Regions from separate parts of the Mus musculus genome. Here regions 2 and 3 are each linked to region 1. Evidence: chromatin contacts called from public HiChIP or PLAC-seq data. All regions are on one chromosome and are shown on one strand. Each heading gives the region's core, a stretch centred on a gene start, on an enhancer-like site or on the middle of the called end of the contact. The rest is flanking DNA. Distances are from core to core; before and after follow the strand shown. Region 1 overlaps Tlr5 (toll-like receptor 5). Region 2 overlaps Capn8 (calpain 8). Region 3 overlaps Fam177b (protein FAM177B).

Region 1 (3,631 bases), core at 325-2,824:
ATTCACAGCAAACACCCCAGGATCGTCACAATTTCCAGATTTTATGCACTGCCAAGTCCTCGGGGACAAGGATAATCGGTATGTCCTGCTCAGTCATCTGATCACTCCGGTTACCCCTACGGGAGAGCCCTTAGGCTCGGTCTCCCTGACAGCCCCTTTCTGTTCTAGTGGCTTTAGCACTCTGCTACTTCATGGTACAAAACTAAAGTTCCTAGGTCCAAACCAAAGCCTCTCTTCTTCGGCCCTCTCTCTGTATCTACTGCCAAGCTGTCTTCTCCCTGAATTTCTCAACAAAGAGTCCGTGTCCTCACCTTAGAGGCCCTTCTTCGGAGCTGCAAGCTACTTCTGGGTATGGTTCTGTCACATGCCAGAGGGCAGTGGCTGGAGAAACTGTGTGAGAGGTGGTGTGGTGAGGCAAGGTGGAGATAGGAGGAAGGGAACAGCGAGTATTCTGGCCTCCTGTTACCAACCTACACGCTCTGAGAGTAAGTGTTGCTTAAAGCCAGGATCCATCCGTGTGACCCCAGTTCCATCACCAAGGACATTATTTTCCGCTGTTTTTAAGATCCCCTGCAACCAGCTTTCACGTGGAGATGGATATTCTGCTTGGAGAGGATCAGCTGTGGTCGGGGTGCTATCAGGTTCCCTTGGGTAACTTTAGAGTTTGCAGGCATGGGGACACACTTTCAGTTCAAGGTTGCCACTTGTACAGACGGAGCGACAGTTTGAACACACACCTTAACACCACTGTCAGCCCTGGATGGCTGTGTCCTGAATTGCAGAAACTGAGGACAAGAAAACCAAAACTTGTCCAGAATGCCCAGTTAGCAGCAGCAGGGGGATTCAAACACAGCACTGCTGGCTGTGACCTCACATACCATGGAGGTAATTGTCACCAGCAGACAAGAGCCTAGTCACTCGTACTGACTCTCTGAACCCAGTTTAGAATGGGACACACACACACCTCCATTGCCCTGCCCAGCAAACTCCACATGCATAAACCTCCCAGGGGGTGGGAGGGGTGGGGACTACGGGCTTCTGATTGGGTCCCTTCACCCAGCCCTTGCCTGTCTTCCAATGAAATCAGGGTTAGGGTCTTTCCTCCTCTGCACCTGGATTCTTGGGCCTGTCTTCTCCCAACTTTGGGGCTCAGCGTGGACCAGGAGTGTCTGTGCCAACCACAGAGCTAACTTGGTGTTATGGGCCTAAGAAGCTATCTCTATTTCAAATAGAGACTACAGATCCTCGCAGGGCTTAGTAGGGTTTCTGTTCCCTGTTCACACAGACCCCAATCCCAGTGGCTTCCAATTTACATCACTCTACAAAGGACTTCTGCTGCTCTTAGCAAATCGATTGCCTGTGTCATTACTTGCTTCAAGGCTTCCTTGGACTTCCCAGTTCGCTCTGCTCCAGCTCCCCGCCTCCCCCTCCCCCACACCCCCCTATCCCCGACCTGGCTGCTGCCCAGCTCTCCTGGCAGTTTACTTTGTCCGCCGCCGATACTCAAGGTTTAGCTGAGCTGCATTCCGGGAGGCTGTCAGAGCCTGCGGTGTTAATTTTCTAATTGAGAGCACCGTAGCCTAAACCTGGCGACAGACAGATCGGAGTGTTCGACTGCTCTGTGAGCTCCCTGTCCCCGAGGGATTTAAGTGCGCCTCGCCAGCCGCTAGTTTTGCATAATCATCCAGTTGAGATTATTTTATTTTGATCAGCTGTTGTAAAAAGTGCTCTAATGAGTCTATAATAAGCAGTCAGGAGGAGACCATTCGGAGCCTAAACCATTGGGATGCTGATACTGTTTTTACAGAGTATCGTTTTGTTTGTTGTTTGGGGGTGCCAGGGACCATTGCCTACAGGGCTCATTGTTATGTTATTTCTCATGGATGGTAAAGGAAATACCCTCCCATTCGAGAACCTGTTCCTTCTCTCTGCTTTCCCCTTCAGTGGCTTCTAAGGGTGTGCCTTGCTGGTGAGGCGTTGGTACATGAATGTTGGCTGTCTACTTAAGTAAGCAAAGCAAAGCTGGAGGATTACACACAGGTTTGGGTCCCAGTGCGGCTGGAGTACGGAAGTGGAAACGATTATCCATGCTATTTTATAGATGATTAAACTGAAACTCAAAGAACTCCAGCGCTTACCCAAGCTCACGCACCTGTTAAATGTGGAACTAGGATCGAATTGAGCCACTAGTTTGGTCGTCATCTAAATTTGGAAACGCACCCCATTAGGCAGGCAATCGGTGCTTCCCAGCGGAGCCCAGTCTAGCTTTCCTGCGAATGGCGGAGGACTCCTCCTCTGGTCTCTGCCCAGCGTGCGCCCCCTGCTGGTGACCAGGAGGACACCAGCAGGACCTGAGAAACTCGATCCCAAGCTCTCTGGCTTCCTTAGCTCAGATTAAACCATGGGGGCTCTTCCAGCTCTCCCTCGCGAGAAATCTCCAGCGAGAGGTGAGAGGATTTGGAGTGAATGCATTAGTATGGCCATAAGGCATTCACGGGAGAACGAGTTTGTGCCTCACAACCATGAGTATAAAAGCAGGAGTTGTGCCCATTAGAACGTGGTCAGCGGGTCAGCCCCATCACCTGGGTGCATGCTAGAAATGCAGTGGGGGAAAGCACTCACTGCCCGAGTGTGAGGACCTGAGTTCAAAACCCAGAACCTGTAACGCACAATCAGCAATCTCATTGAGATGGAAGAGACACGAGACTCCTCTGAAACGTGGGCGCCAGCTATCTCGGGGTCCAGAGTGGCAAACAGTGAAGACTCTCTGTCTCAAATAAGGTAGAAGAGGAATGGAATGATACCTGAAGTGACCCTCCGGCTTCCACGTGAAGCACGCACACATAGACAATTATTCTTAGTTGTTAAAAGCTCGTGCTGTCGGGTTTCCCCAAATGAGATGGATCAGCACCCCCAGTTCCAGGGAGTCCCCTGTGCACAGCATCCTTTGAGGCTCTGCATATGTCCGCCAGAATTTTAAGATCTGGTTGTATTTAAAGATCACAATGGCAACCTGACAGCTGTGCTTGCAGGTGGATTCAAGTTCCTGCTCTACAATTTACCAAGTATGAGATCTTACTCAAAGGCCCGACCTCACTAGGGACCTGTTTAATCATCTTCAAGATGATCTGATGCTAACCAAGTCAGTTCTTCAACCTTGAAGCCACTCCCTTGCATATTTGTGGCCCGTACTTTACACCCAGGCTCCTAACCCTGCCTTCATCATTCACTTAGCCCTGCGGCTTAGGAATGCCAAACCCTGTGGGGGTCTTCCCTTACTCCTTCCGTTCCCCACCCCACTCAACCCCACCCTGAGAAACTCACAAGGCCCTGAGTCAGCAAATTCTTGGTTCCTTGGAGTACAGAGACAGGGTAATTGTCTTGTCTAGGACCGGAATCTCAGAAACTCAATGTTCACAGGCAGGTGATGAAAAAGACTTCCAGGTCCCAGGGGGAGCATCCTCACCAGCAGAGTGATTTTATTTTCCTCTCTGGTACTGCAAAACAGAAAGGTTGCTCATCTGACTGAATGACTTAGACACCACCTTCTGCAGCGGAGGCTGGACCAGACGTTTCTCAGTCTCTTCAGCCCTCAAGTCTTACAGGTCTTGGTTTAGAAAAGCGTTTCAAA
Region 2 (3,631 bases), core at 289-2,788, 370 kb before region 1:
AGTTGTCTCTCCTCCAGTCGTTGCACTTCCCAAGGTGAGGAAGGCCCTCCTGCTGGCTTCCAGAGTTTGCCTTCTCCCCCTTCTCATCTCCCTGCAGTCCGGAAGCATCTCTTTCTACCTAGTGCTTGAGAAATTCCCCGAAGCCCGAGTTCTTGTAGCAATGGCTCTTGACATCTGCAGGCTGAAGGTTTTTTTTTTTTTTTTTTTCATTTATCACTTGCTTCTTTGTGTTTTGAGTCAGGCTCTTGCTCTATTGTCCAAGTTAGTCTCCAGCTACTGATCCTTTTGCCTCAACCTCCCGAGCAGCTGGATATACAGAACAGGAATAAAACGGCAGGTGTTGCTGCTACTGTCTCCACATTGCTAAACGCAGTGGTCAGGGTTCAGTCATTATCATCTCAAATCCGTGTGCGATATCTGCCCTGCTACTAACCTGTCTACTTCATGCCCCCCTTCTTTTGGTTGCCTGGATGCCACACTGGGATAGTTTTGCCTCTTGCCCTGGCCCTAGCAGTTACTTCTCAGTCTTTCTTTCCCACGAGGAACTGTAATTTGCTGAGCTGTAATTTAATGGCCACATTCTGTGTTCTAGCTGTTACAGATCCCATGTGATCAGTTAGTACCCATTCCAGTGGGGGATCACTCTGTAACACTGCCAGTGCCTAGATGATGAGCCGAGGCTCGGGAAGGTGCTGCCTCTTCTTGGGTCCACACAGCTAGTAAATAGCAGAGACAGGAGTCATACCTACATTTTATGCTATATTCCCACTAAGGGAACTGTACCCCCTCACTAAAGTCAACCTGTAAAGGCTATGGGAACCTCTTTCCCTCTGGCGTTTTCAAAGATGCAGCCCCAGCCTTGAGTAGCATTTCACACTCTTCATGAGATGCAGAGCCGCCAACAACCAGTATCCCTCTCTGTTGACTCATTATCTTCAGTCAGTCTCCCTTGAAAAGCATCGTACTTGGGTAGGTATCGTGTTTTGAACATGAGAAGTTTGTCTTAAAAAATGTTTTTGTGTGTGTGTGCTTGCATGGATTTATGTGCATCACATGGGTGCAGGAGCCCACTGAGGCCAAACGAAGGCATCGGATTCACTGGTACTAGGGTTATAGATGGCTGTGAGGCACTGGGTGGGTGCTAGGAACCGATCTCATCCTCTGGAAGAACAGTGAGTACTCCAAGCCTTTGAGCCATCTCTGCAGCCAGGAGAACTTTATCTTAAAGACAAGTTATTCCTAATCCATGATGAGAACAAGGCTGTTTGAGTCCAAAGTCTGGCTCCCACTCGCGGATGGGCTTGCCCCGTAAGTGTTTTCATATCCCTATCCCTCTGTGCTTCTGGTAAGACCCACTCCCTCCCAAGCTTCTTCAGATGCCCACTCTCTTACCAAACAGAGACGCTAGTGGGAAAGGCAGGCCTAAAGACCAACCAAATCTAGACAGCTCCTCACTGAGACTCTCTTTCCAGGCGATTCTAGACTGTGTCACGTGGCCAAGCAGATGGCCCTCACAAGAGCGATCCCTCCTGTCTCTGGAAGCACATCTATGCTTGCTGGTGCTGAGGAGTGCTTGGGCTTTCTCAGCACGCTCCTCTTCTGTGTGTCAGTTGATCGAGAGATTCATATGCAAATGCTAATCTCTGTAATTCCATACTCCATGATTCTCTGTGGAGGTCAGACAGACAACCCAGCCAGTGTCCCCAGCGCACAGCCAGTTCAATCAGCATATAGAATAATGTGTGTATTTCAAGTATCCCTACTTCTGATATTTTAAAGAGCTCCTTTAGTAGAGTTTCTTTTAGAACCATTTTACAGTGGCATTCTAATCACTTTGTTATTATCTCAGGAAAACGTTGGCTGAAAGAACCATTAACCTCTGCCTAAACAAGAGGAGATGAGGAACTCATAGTTCGTTGTGACAGGAGTCTGGAGGTGGGTGGCCCTGGGCTAGTTCTTAGAAATCCAGACACACACTGGGCTCCTGCTCTGTTTTCCCGAGTGTCTAGACTTCCATCCCACTCTGTAGCCCTGGGTTTCTGAGATGCCTATGGATCTCCAGGCATAAGTCAGACTTCCTAGGTAAGGAGACAGGGGAAGAGCAGTAGGCAGAAAATCTGCCATGCTTCATTAGGAAAGCAGGCGCTACTATCAAATTCCCACTTCAAACTTAAGCTCTTAGGAATGCTAACCTGAGGTCACTAGCCAGGAGGTGGCTGAAGAGAAGAGACCTGTCTGTGGACACTTTCTGAGGCTTTCTTGTCTACCTCACTTACCAACAGATTTGCCAGGGTAAATTCCAAAGCTTTGTGACTGCTTTTGGAAATCAGGACTATCCTCAGAGATCTAGGTGCCTCGGCTTTGAGGTAGGCCCCTCAAACAAGTGTCCAAGGTGTTTTAAGCAGAAGAGTAAATGCCTGTCATTCCAAGAAAGCTTTTGAAAGGAAGCACATTTGTTTGGGCACTTCAGAAAAAGCCTCCTTGTCAGGAGGAGTCACTCGAACGTCATGTAGTATTTGGCAGGGATCCAAATGTCTATACCTATGGCTTTCTTTGGATCCCATTGTGCTTACTGCAGCAGCTGAGTGGGCCCTGAAAAATGTCAGGAACGAAAGAGAGAAAGAAACATTAAACTCATCCTTGGCTGGGCAAGTGGATGTTAGCCACTGAGGGATGCCTTCTGGCATGTCTTCGTGTAATGTCCAGGAAGCACTCAGGGTGTGGTGTTGCAGCAGCTTAAAGACTGTGAGAATGTTCACATCAGAAGGGAGTCATGGTCATACCTGCCATAATGGCTGAGCAGCAAGCATCTCTGGTTTCCCTGAGAAGTCACCTGCTTCAGAGACACTGCAGAGCAGTCATTCTGCCCCTTTCCTGGGGACTGTGCCCATCTCACCTGTCACGGAGCTTTGAGTAGCCAAGCCTCTTGGTGTGATGCGGGTGTCATGTATGAGAGTCATGAGGTTTAATGCATGGCCCCGTTCACTTCAGCCCAGACCTTGGGTCGTCAGGTGAGAACACACGTTAGGCAGGCTTATTCACTCTCCAAGGGTCAGAACGTGACCCATGAACTCCTTTGGTCATTTGCTGACATGTTTTTCTTTGTCAAAAATTCACTGGGTCATCTCTGTCAGCTACTGGGATGCTACTGGGAGAGACTCCATGTTCCTTCTCGGCAGGAGGAGATCAGATATCAGGGATGAGAGACCCATATCAGGCAGCCTTGGTAGGGGCTAGGAGCTCTGTGGAGGGAGGGCTTGGGAATGTAGGGTTAATTAGAGATCACAAGGAACATGCCACGGTGGAGCCTCCCTGTGAGTGGACTTGGGGGCCCAGCTTGTGCGCTATGATCAGCTGAGAGGGATAAGGAAGGTCTCCAAAACATACAAAGGACAAAAGAAGTGCCTTCCGAGTGGACCCCAAGTTAGTGGGGGGGGGGGGGTGAAGACTCAACTGATCAAGTTGCAGGAAGCACCAGAGAGACACAGACAGACAGACAGACAGACAGACAGAAATACAGACAGACAGAACAAATAATAAAAGAGATCAGGCAGGAAAAGTGATCAGGGTTCACTTGTGCTTTCCCAGGCTAACCTCACAATGGGCAAGGAACCAGGCAGGTAGGGTGGAG
Region 3 (3,631 bases), core at 660-3,159, 290 kb after region 1:
CACTTTTTCTTGCATGAAGTTGGGTTTGTTTGGGTTTGGATTTGGTGTTTTGTTTCGTTCTGTTTTGTTTTATCACTAGCTTATATTCTATTTTGTAGATACATGGGGTTGTTTTCCCATTTCTCTATTGTAACACTGTGTATTTTGTAACCAATTATTGGTATCAGACTGTATTTGTGGGAAGTATTTCTACATTCTGTTAAGACCTATCTTGTACAAAGTAAACGCCACACACACACACACACACACACACACACACACAGAGTTACCTGCCTCTTGGATTTAGAGCGTTAGAACACTGATGGTGAGTGATGTGCGCTGAACAACTCTAGAGACCGTGAAAAGAGCAGAGGAGACAGAACACTTTAAAGTCAAAACATCTATTTGTAAGTATTAGTGTGTGTGCGTGTGTGCACATATGAGGTCGGAGAACACTTGCAGGAGTTGGTCCTCTCCTTCTATACGTGGGTCCAGGGAATTCCACTCTGGTCGTCAATGTTGGCAGCAAGTGTATTTCCCTACTAAGCCGTCTCCCTAGCCCCAGAGTACTCTCAATACTTACAATTTGAGTTTGTTTGTTTTTAGAGGAAACCTCCTTGCCTTGCATCCTGTTTCAGTGATTCCATAATCAACCCAGCTGCATTTTGTTATAGTTGATTTTTTAATATTTGCCTCTCCAGTGAACTAGAAGCGCCTTCACAGCATAGAGCCTGGTACAAGATAAGTATTTAGTAAACATTTCAAGAATGATCAAACGGAACTGGCAAAATGACTTGACAAGTAAGGTTACTTGCCACCAAGTCTGAGGATCTAAGTTTGATACCTGGGACCCACACAGTGGAAGAAAACTGACACTTGCAAACCTGTCTTTTGACATCAACATCAGCACCATACCAAGCGATCCCCTCAGTAGAATAAATGTGCTTTCTAAAAAGGAGTGAATAAACAAATTTAAAACCTACACTGAATGATTTCCTTACCCAGGCTGCTGACTGACTGTGTGCTCTGCATGGTTTAGGCTGACTGTGTGCTCTGCATGGTTTAGGTGGCATTTGCCTAGGTCTGTGTCACATCTGTGTCTATGGACTCTTCCAAGTCCTTTCTCCTTTGTATGTTCTTTACTTCTAGCCTCTCTCTCAGAACGGATGCCTGGGGTAGGAATGTGCATTAGACTCCTTCAATAGAGAGGTAGGGCTGAGGACTGAGAAGTGGAACCGATGGCCCAGAAATCAAAGCTCACCCTTGGAATGCCCTGACCCTGAATCACAAAAGGTGCTAAGATCTTGAAGTCCCACTTCCTGATTCATCAAAAAGACCAAAGGATGAAGAGTACCTTCAGACCCTCTTGGATTCCAGGAACCAACATGTCACCTGACAGTAGATAGCCTTCAACAATATCACGTGGAAGGGATAAGGAAGGGGAGGGAGAGAAGCAAGGGAGAGTAGCTTCGAGCTGTAAAATGGTTTCGCTAAAACTGTCATCAGAACCCAGTTCTCTCCCCCAGTCCGGCTCAAATGCCACCATCTTTTTGGCATCTTTAGCGTCACTGATCACATAAGGAATGGCATCTACTTCCCTCTTCCTGACGGCAACTTAATTATGAAAGCAATCTTCTCACATCGCCGCCACAGCTGCTACTTCCAGGTACCTGAAATGCCGGTGCCCCAGCTGTCTTGATTGAGGCCCAGTTTGTAGGAAAACAAGACAAAATACTTTGCTGCCTTGATTCTGGTGGGAATTTAATTTAATTAGCATCTGATTTACACAATGCACTTCTGACAGCTGTGTTTGTAGAGTCTCCGTGGAAGCGAGAAATTACCATCCATTGAAATCATCATCTAGACTTATTTATCATCCTGCCGCATCTTCCCAGCCTTGAGCGCTGGGGACTTCTGTGTCTTTCTGGCACGCTTCAAGAAGGTTAAGGTAAATAATACTAAAGTGAGTGCACCGGGCTTTGCAGGGGTGCTTAGTGCAGGCTTGTTCTGCAGCCTTAATCGGGTCAGGGCTGGAAGGGAGAGGCCTTGGAGGCTTGATCAAAGGGCAGATGCCTTTTCATGTTGGGTTTTAAGAAAGATGAAAGATCTCAAATGAAAAAATGCTTAACACCTGGGCAGGAGCTGCTGGCCACTCTGAGGAGGGTGGCTCAGGGTGGATGGGAGAGACCGAGGGTAGACACACACCGGGACTTCTTCAGGACCTACAGCTTGACTGAGGCAACTAAGAAATTGGGGGAGGGGGAAGTGCTTAGGTTAGTGACTGCCTGGCTCATAAGAAATCCTTGTTGGGGCTGGTGAGATGGCTCAGCGGTTAAGAACACTGACTGCTCTTCTAGAGGTCCTGAGTTCAATTCCCAGCAACCACACGGTGGCTCATAGCCATCAGGAATGAGATCTGATGCCCTCTTCTGGTGTGTCTGAAGAGAGCAACTGTGTACTCACATACATAAAATAAATAAATCTTTAAAAAAAAAGAAAGAAAAAGAAATCCTTTAGCCCCTGCTTTACAGGTCTTTTACTTAAAGGGTTTACAAGTGTTACTATGTATCTTGTAACTGGGAAGCCTCCCTCAGGGACCGAGAGACATTCTGGAGAATATAGTCATTTGTAGAATAAGATGGCCTCCTCCAAAACTCCATGGGAAGGCAGGATCCTAGCTTGTATCATCCCTGGCTGATGCACACAGTTAATATAAGTTCCTGCCCAGCCACCGGCCTGTTAAGTCCTCTACTGTCCGTTCCCTCTAATGTGCCTCAATCAAAATGGCACTAAGTTCCTCCTCCTTCTTCTGTACATGTTAAAATAAGTCTCCCCTTTTCAAAGTGTTGCACAGCAGATCCTGCGAGGCACCTCCAAGTCTGATCTTAGGATGATCCTGAGCTGGATCAAATAAAAGTCTCCGAACAATGGAGTTCTATGCTCAGAGCAGGGAGCTAATTGAAAAGTGCTGACCAATATTACAGCAAAGGACTAGAACAGTAAAAGCCTTGAAGGATACCAGCAAAACCCAAGATATTGCTGGACTCATTGACTCTCAAAAGCCCTGGAAACCCCACTCACTAGCCAATCAGAGTGAACCTGCCTCCCATTTCCTGGTTAGCTAATTTTTCAACAAAGCTTTTTCCTTTGTCATAGTATTGGCTTCTCTGTACATGGGTGTATTTGTTTCCTTGCTCTGGAGTCATCCAGACAGGACTGAAGGATCTTCAGAATGGTTAAGCCCAATCAGTTCACTATCCCTTGTGTTGAATAAACCAATCATCTAAAGAATTATTAGTGTGGCTTAATAGATCATTATCACACCGGGCAGGGCCTGTGAGATAAGATATGTACACATGAAGCTCAGAGAAGGGAGAACATGTGTCTAAATTTGGGTGCAAGGAGGGGGAAGGGTATTCAAAGAAGTGACAGGCGATTGGAGTCTAGAATGAAAAGACTATTTCATTGCAGGTGATAGTCTTGATGGGAAGAGATAAGAGTTAGAAATCCCAAGGGGAGAAAGTATGCAGAGATTAAAAATCATGATATAAGACCACTTTCAGGGAGCAAGGAACTTTGCTGATTGAGATAGGAAAGAGAGATGAGTTAGGCATTGTCCAGACATAATGGTGAAGAATTTGACGTTGTACTC

Evidence for each region. HiChIP or PLAC-seq counts read pairs in DNA pulled down with a chosen protein or histone mark.
Region 2: an H3K4me3 HiChIP or PLAC-seq map of embryonic basal ganglia shows a contact between it and region 1, with 4 times the contacts expected there. The contact joins two enhancer-like sites. A contact is called at or near these places in 4 of 39 promoter capture datasets (the C10 cell line, embryonic stem cells, liver and 1 more), 1 of 484 Hi-C or Micro-C datasets (bone marrow-derived macrophages), 13 of 115 datasets of contacts at active chromatin or transcription factors (bone marrow-derived macrophages, craniofacial prominence, embryonic basal ganglia and 7 more) and 3 of 9 other capture datasets (adipose tissue, embryonic stem cells and liver).
Region 3: an H3K4me3 HiChIP or PLAC-seq map of embryonic basal ganglia shows a contact between it and region 1, with 3 times the contacts expected there. The contact joins two enhancer-like sites. A contact is called at or near these places in 3 of 39 promoter capture datasets (embryonic stem cells and neural stem cells), 3 of 15 datasets of contacts at CTCF or cohesin (CD8 T cells and the NIH/3T3 cell line), 3 of 484 Hi-C or Micro-C datasets (bone marrow-derived macrophages, embryonic fibroblasts and nephron progenitors), 16 of 115 datasets of contacts at active chromatin or transcription factors (acute myeloid leukemia, bone marrow-derived macrophages, embryonic basal ganglia and 7 more) and 3 of 9 other capture datasets (adipose tissue, liver and pancreatic islet).

What each region holds. Positions count from the first base shown.
Region 1 is chr1:182,957,992-182,961,622 of GRCm38.p6, forward strand. All of the region lies in intron 1 of Tlr5 (toll-like receptor 5), which reads left to right. Among named protein-coding and RNA genes, the nearest start is that of Tlr5, 5.0 kb to the left of the region's middle. Within about 2 kb of position 1,575, at least 91 of the 459 cell types and tissues checked have an H3K27ac peak or open chromatin away from gene starts, as enhancers often do. A contact at or near this core is called in embryonic basal ganglia, where this site is marked.
Region 2 is chr1:182,590,148-182,593,778 of GRCm38.p6, forward strand. The region is part of intron 2 of Capn8 (calpain 8); the gene reads left to right. Among named protein-coding and RNA genes, the nearest start is that of Capn8, 27 kb to the left of the region's middle. Within about 2 kb of position 1,539, at least 8 of the 459 cell types and tissues checked have an H3K27ac peak or open chromatin away from gene starts, as enhancers often do. A contact at or near this core is called in embryonic basal ganglia, where this site is marked.
Region 3 is chr1:183,251,017-183,254,647 of GRCm38.p6, forward strand. Fam177b (protein FAM177B) reads right to left here. Exons shown (of 6, transcript XM_030244966.1): 6 at 3,284-3,313. The coding sequence ends at 3,284. Among named protein-coding and RNA genes, the nearest start is that of Fam177b, 23 kb to the right of the region's middle. Within about 2 kb of position 1,910, at least 10 of the 459 cell types and tissues checked have an H3K27ac peak or open chromatin away from gene starts, as enhancers often do. A contact at or near this core is called in embryonic basal ganglia, where this site is marked.